Linked DNA regions of Gossypium hirsutum: region 1 is linked to region 2. A link is a contact called in public Hi-C data. All regions are on one chromosome and are shown on one strand. Each heading gives the region's core, a stretch centred on a gene start, on an enhancer-like site or on the middle of the called end of the contact. The rest is flanking DNA. Distances are from core to core; before and after follow the strand shown.

What was found. Hi-C and Micro-C count contacts between places; a contact is called where the count stands out from the background.
Region 1: a contact with region 2 is called in a Hi-C map of leaf, with 2.4 times the contacts expected there. The contact joins the promoter of LOC107922319 here to the promoter of LOC107922423 in region 2. A contact is called at or near these places in 2 of 34 Hi-C or Micro-C datasets (both in leaf).

Annotation. Positions count from the first base shown.
Region 1 is chrA01:114,643,989-114,647,532 of Gossypium_hirsutum_v2.1, forward strand. LOC107922319 (transcription factor bHLH48) reads left to right here and starts at 1,281. Exons shown (of 7, transcript XM_016852305.2): 1 at 1,281-2,069; 2 at 2,168-2,296; 3 at 2,392-2,457. The coding sequence starts at 1,572.
Region 2 is chrA01:114,497,348-114,501,389 of Gossypium_hirsutum_v2.1, forward strand. It overlaps LOC107922423 (protein ABHD18), which reads right to left and starts at 2,616. Exons shown (of 5, transcript XM_016852455.2): 1 at 1,827-2,616; 2 at 1,004-1,088; 3 at 734-903; 4 at 370-644. The coding sequence starts at 2,202.

The sequences.
Region 1 (3,544 bases), core at 31-2,530, 150 kb after region 2:
GGTGAGGTGCGTTTAGCTTACTTTTTGTCTCACGCTACAGTATCGCTACAGTATCTAATCTCACCGCCACCGCTGTTTTTACACTAACCGCAGCTAAACGCACCGCCCATCCAAACTCACCCTCAATCAATTTTACTGTTGGAACAGTAGAATTTTAATTTACCTTTGAATAAAAAAATAAAAAAATAAGAAATCAAATTCAACTGAATTTAATTATAAAAAAATTAAAGAATATGTTTAATCATAATTTAATTAAAATAATTGAAATTTAAAATTACTCTAACTTAAAGTTAAATAAAATATAATTTTCTAAAAAAGTTTATATAATAAAAATAATATCTATACTTATACCAAGTTATAAAATACTCACTGAAGTATTCAAAAAATTTTATTTAAAGCATTAAATTATTTAAAAGTTTTTATTAAGTCACCAAGCTGTGAATTTTTTTTAAAGATCAGCTAGCGAGTTGACAATTGGTATTGCGAATCAATACTCATCGATAAGTAGAAAATATTTTAGATACAAGTCAGTCTGATGGTCAGTGTTGGAGATCAGAGAAGAAAGTTGTTTGAATTTTAGTGTACAAATTGATGCCGTTCAAAGTTGTTCCTTAAACAAAAATTGAAATATAGAAAAAAAGTGAAATAAGAGTTTTCGATTGATGTGTTAATAAAAAAAGTCATACAACCCAATAGTTGAAATGAAAACTTTTAAATAATTTCATCAAAATATAAACAAAAATGAATAAATGTACTTTATTTTAGAGACTAAATTACCAAAAAAATCATTTTTAAAAAAATTACAGAAATAGACTAGTTTTGGTAAAAAAAATTCAATTAGAAATGTTTCCAATACTAAAAGTGGCATCACCAATTTTTTTTAAATTTTTTGTGTGACCTATTAATGCAAAAATATAATTTACAAAAATAAACTTTTATATAGACTTAAAATCTCATTTCTCTTATTTTTTTAACCAATGATGGATATGAGATATGTGTATGTATTGCAGGTTTGGAACTTGTTTCTAGATAATATTTGATTGTTTTCTTAAATTGTGATATATATATACATATAAAAAGCTAAAGTCTCATTTTCTTTTTTTTTAAGTAATTTTTAAAACATTTTTTTTGGGTTTCCATTGCACTGAAAGCGTTTTATTAAGATCGGCAAATTTTCGTAAATTTTTAAAAAATTGACATATTTCTATAAATTTTTTGAAAAAATAGTTTTTTTTATAATTTAGTCTATTTTAAAAATTGCTTTTTATTAACATTATTAATAAACCAAAACGGCCCTGCAACGTTGCTTTACCTATATTTAAAATAGCTGAGAAGTAACCTCTTTTGCAGAGCAACAAACTCTCTCGCAGAAGACATTTAAACTCATTTTTTTTAGCTTCGCCTTACCGCCATTGAAGAAACTAATCAAAGCTTTCTTTGACTATTCTTTTCAAAGCTCTCAAGACTCAAAATTGGGTTCAACTAACCAAGTGGGTACACTTTATGTTCAAGAAATTGAGCTGGGTATTATTTTTCTTTCAACATTGGGTAGTTCTTTTTTCGTCTTTCACATGGAGTCAAACGCAGGGGCGACGGAGACCAGATCTAATGTAACGGTGTCGGATGGGGGAGAAGTTGCGGCACTCGAGTCGCTCCAATTTACCGACGAAATCCACCGTTTGATTTCGGCTCCGGCAACTGATAATGCTAGTTCCTTCACGGCTCTACTTGAACTACCAGCTACACAAGTCGTTGAGCTTCTTCACTCTCCCGAGTCGGTGAAGCTCATAGTTGCTTCGGCTCCGAACGTTGAAGATTTCAAAGGCAGCTTCCATTTTCCTTCTAATACTGGTTTGATTCAAAAAGATGCAAGGTTCTCTGTGTTTTCTGGAGAAGGTAACAACAAGAATGATAAGAGCAACTCGCCTGAAATGACGTCGAAAAATTCAAGCGCGAATCTTGAGAAGGCGGTAAAGAGTGAGCCGGCGGAAACCGCGTCATCCCTGCCGTTGGTTTCTGATCCAACGGTGGAAAACCGGAATATCAAGCGGAAAGATCGAGAAAAGAAGGTAGAAAACAAAAAAAAAAGGAAAATTTTGATCAAGGGTTTCTGGGGTTTTCCATTTTTGGTAAAATTTTGATTAATTTGTTCTCCGAGTATTTTCAGGTTAAAGGGTCAACAAAGAAAAGCAAACCTGCAACAAATGAGAGCTTAGAGGATGCCGAGAAACTGCCTTACGTTCATGTTAGAGCTCGCCGGGGACAAGCAACCGATAGCCATAGCTTAGCAGAGAGGGTAATTTACGAATTTCCATAATTGACTCCTTAATTAGTTTTGCTTATTAGCATTTTTTTTTCTTATTAAGCTAATAATTTTGGTGATTAATACAGGCAAGAAGAGAGAAGATTAATGCACGAATGAAGCTACTACAGGAGTTGGTACCTGGATGCAATAAGGTCAGTTCTGTTGGATTAATTAGTTAATTAATGATTTTATTTTGATTTTGTGATTATATTAAGAATATCTATCTTAATGGGGTATAGAAAGTGAGGTTACATCTTTAGATTACTTTTCTTTAGTAACGGTTTTTTCCTTGTCACCTTTTGCACTCAAAAGTAATTGACCTTTTGTAGCTCAAGTTGCTTTAATATTTTAGCTGGTTTTCCATTGTGGGGGAGGGTTTGTTAGAAGTCCCTTTTGAGGTTAAGTTTGTCTTTTCGAGCGCAATTTCGTTGCTGTTTTGGTGAAGTTAGTAATATTGAAAGCTAGATTTTCTAGTTCTAATCAAATCTTTTGAATTTATGTTTTTGGATTTTGAATTATGTATGTGATGTGTATAGTTATAGTAAAATGACAATTTTAGCCTCTGACGATTGTCGATGTGGGAATGCTAGCTGGATGTTACCATGAAGTGCTCAGTAGACATGTCTAGTGCTTGTTGGATTAAATGTCTTTATGGGGTCCCATTTCATTGATGTAGAGTAATTGCTTGCTTCTACTTCAAGCTGTGTATCTGTCCTCTATGGGTTATGTAGAAGAGGGATGACAAAAGAAAATGTCTTTTATATGTCAAATGCCTGCCCAAATACACGGGGACTTAATGTGATAGTCCATGGAGAATTGGTTTAATTGTTCAAAGTATAATCTTAAGTCATCCCTTAACATTTCACTATATCTTTTTAACAAGTGAAAGCAGCTCTGAGTCAGTTTCTGGTGCCTTTTCTTCGTCAAGGGGCCACAATTCAGTAAAGACTAGGTGAGAAAACCTGTTAACAACCATCCTTTTCTAAGAAAAAATTCGTGATTTCTATAATGGTTGATAGGGTGAGAGATGCCGAACTGTTGGGATAAAAATTGTTGATTTTAATTGCTTCTAAATTGATGCATTTACATTGCATCCTTTGGGAGACTGGACATGTTTATGCTTCCAATTAGCTTTAAATTTCTGTCTTAGAGGAGGTCTTCTGAAATTTGAAGTCCTAATTTCCAAACAATCATTTTCTAGGTGGATGTCTGTATGTCTCGAACTTATATGCTTCAAAT
Region 2 (4,042 bases), core at 1,366-3,865:
CTAGAAATTTTAAATGGTCAATAGTTAAGCATTGAATGTTTTGAATCAAATCTTTACCGGCCTTATGAATTACGATGCATTTAAATGGACAAATAGTTAAGAAATTGAAATCTGAATATTACCACAAATTACTTATAGAATGCTAGACAAGCTAAACTTTGAAACAATCAAGCTCCCCACATGAATCATCCATTAAAAAGCCATGATAGGTTTATTCGCAACAAAATTTAATAGTAAGGAGTTTTCATGTTCTTAAGCAACATCCATTAAAAAACAAATGAAGAAAGTGATTCAATAACAATATCAGCAAGCTCCTTATTCATATTCTTAAGCTACGTCCATATTGTCAGATAGAGATATCGTACTTACAGTTGCTGCAACAAATATTATGGCATTAGGGTTTTTGGGAATTGGAAAACGTGTGACATCTGTGAGAGACAGTACATTTCGCATTCGTTCTCTCACTTCCTCGAGAGTCATTGCAGCCTCTTTTGCTGCAAGATCCTCTCTCAGTGCCTCCCATGCAGTGGCATGCTTCAATATACCCTCACAGAATGCCACAACAGCAGAATGTGGGGAGAGAAAAGGAAGGGTTGCAACAGGTGTGGGGTGCAGTGATCCAACCATTGCAGCATGCACTCCCCCTATTCCCATAAAGGCATCAAACTTCAAAAGGGTGTGCTAACTAACAATACAAATAGAATAAAAGCACCACAAGAACAACAATTCTTACCCATGCTAAGTCCACACACACCCATCTTGCCGAACCCTGCCTCAGAGTCTAACCAGTATAAAAGGCTCCGAGCCTCTTCAATGGTTGCTCTTCCTAATAAAAGCAAATCACTGACACACAAGAGTTTTGCACCACGCTGCAGCATAGGACGCCTTTGACCATAGAAAGGGCTATAAAAACAGTTATATTAATTAGAAAGCCTAAAAGCACAAGTACAAGAAGAAAAGCTCAGCTTCAAAAAGTAGTTGATAATACAGAAAGGACTCTGACCTCTCAAGCACCATAGTTGCAATGTTTTGTTTCAATAATGGTCCACCAAGACGCAATCTCCGTTCAAATGTATGGTCTCCTGTGCCTGTCAAAGAGGTTACATTTTATATCAATGAAGATGAGTTTTAAATATCAAATTCACAACCCAAAATCATTTTAAATGTGAAGCAATACTTGCAAGATTGTAGTATACATCTAAGCTGAAATACTTGGAATGAATAATCTAGGAAATAACAGGTAACAAATGATATAGGTATAGCAAAAAATACAAAGGTTTGACACACGAGTAAACAAAACAGCAGCACGAGAACATGAAATCTAATGAATATGTCTATGTTTTCTTATTTGAGAGTAGGACCCAGTAGAAAATAATAGGCCTCAAAAGTTGAAAGTTGAAACAACCACAATAAACTGTATTCAGTTCAATATCCACAGAGGCATTTCAGGGTGTTGATGTAATCTTCAAACAGATTTGTGCTATACCATCCACTGCTTATAAGCATTCTCTTCTCTTCTTTAAGATTTTAGATTTTGAACATTGGGCATAGCATGTAGGCTTCAGTCAAAATCTACATCAGAAATAAAGCAGCCTAGATATTCATTACTACTATCTAGAAGATGATCATTCTAAGCTCAAACCAAGAATATAAACAATCAATTTGCACTATTCAGGAAGATAAACATAAACAAACAACTAAGATTCACCAACTTAAAAAGTGAATCACTAATAAACTAAACTACACTCAAACAATGAGAAGACCAAATTATTGTAAACCAAGTTAATTAATCAACAAAAGCAATCCAAAAGTGCACACAAAGATACCTGCTAGGTGAACCACACATGCCATCTTTTGAGGTGGCACATCTTTTGGGACAAGGAAAGCAACCCTCGCATTATGACTTTCAGGAGGCAATGCACTAAGCAACTGCTCATCACAAGGGGTCCTAAACACACCTTCTCTCAAACAAGCATTTTGGGTCTCCCAAACAGTTCTCCAAATGGGTTGAATCAAGCTTGGAGGCCAGTTTTGGCCTTCAACTTCAGGGAACAACTGGCTTATCAATCTCTCCAGAAGCTCAAGCTTTGTTCCACCCCACCCTCTTGAGAAGAACGGTGGGCTAATCTTTGTTCTATGCACAAATGCACCATATACATGGTCTAGAATGTAATGAAGCATCCCTATATTAACTGTAACCATATTGTTTTTCTCTTTTTGAAGAAAACCAGATTTCAAAATTGCTTAAAAGAGAGGAAATTTGTATCTTTTTATTGATTCCGCTTCAGTATCAACAACCCAGTAATCAGAACTCAATAACAAGATTAGTTTTTTTCATAAAAAGAACATTGATTAGAATGTGGAGAAAAGCACAATACAATTAGATCTGTTGAATAAAACCATACCTTCCCCTCTAAAATCAATGAAGCAATAACATTGCAAGAGAATTTTTTTTTTCAAGAGCTGTATAGTATTCAGGGTAAGCAATTAATAAGAAAAAGAGAAAAGATTTGAGATAATGAAGTGAGACCCAAAAAGATAGAAAAAGGGCGGATTATGAGGAAAGGATGGAGCTTTCGAATTGTTTTCGGAAGCAAATAGGTTAAAATATATTATTAGTCTCTGTTCTTTTAACGAAATTTGAGATTTAATCCATGGACTTGAAAGGTTAAAATTGATTTTAAAATCTCAATCCAATCATTAAAATCTTTATGGAATGTTAAGTTTATGATAATGATTGGATTAATATTTTTAAATTTAAAAAAAATGAATCATTAACTTTTATAGTATAGAGACTAAATATCAAATTATATAAAAGTAGAGGGACTAATAGAAAATTTAAACCAAACAAATATTAGGAACCAAGCTAAAGCAAACCATACCGCCGCTCTAATCTGTGGGTGGTATTAAGGATTGGGTCCTACGTGCCACGTCATTGAACATCTATTTGCCACGGGTCATTGCCGATTTGCTGTTTTATAGTCTCAATTTCACGTCTGTGTAGTATTTGGTGGTGAGTGGGTGAGGGTCCCCACTGTATTCCCCATAATTGTAGGGGCCAGCATGGAACACAGTGGATAAGGTTGTAATTATGTTTATTTATTATTTTCTTAGTAAATAATTTTGAATAAAATAATTTAATAGAAAATTAAAAAAGTTGGTTGAGGATTAGATGTTGATGATTATATTGTAATCAATTATCTTAATACAAGGACCCAACTGTTATTTTTTTAATTTATTTTTTATTCCTTGATATATCTTAAGCAACTTTTAAAATATGATTATTTTTTATTTATTTGGATGAAAATCACTATCATAGAATTTTGTTTTTAGTGTATATAGGTGAATTGTTTATCTCAACCTTAGACATTATAACTTTATTAAAGTTTATATGAAATTAGGGTTAGGGACTTATATTTATATAATAATATTATCATTGAATAATAATCACCCATTTAGAGGTGTCTATGAGTTGGACCCAATAAAATTTTAGGCTCGGGCTTGGCCTGAAAATGGGCCTAAAATTTTGTCTAATTTCGGCTTGGATAAAAATATTAAAACTCGAGCCCGACTGAATTATTTTTTATATAATATTTAAAAATATAATACATCAAACATCTTAAAAATATTAAAATAAATGTTTTCCAACAAATTAAAAATAAATTAAAAAATATGTGTATTAAATAATACTAAGATAAATGTAACTTAACAAGCAAATGTGAAGAATAGTAACAAAATTAATAATTAAACAAAAGTAATACAATATCTAAATAATAACAATAAAATAGTAGCAACATAATTATGAAATTGTAGCAAAATAGTGAAAAAATAACTAGAAAATAGCAAGAAAATAATAAAAAAATAGTTTTCATGTTCAGGTCGAGCTAGGATCAAGTAAAAAAAATTTACCAGAAGCCAAGCTTGTTTTCTAAACAAGTATTACCTTTTTTCCCAAACCTATTTTTCGGGCATATATTTTTACCTAAACTTTCTCACTTTTTAAATAGACTCTGGCCCAATCCAGCTCATAGACAGCTATACA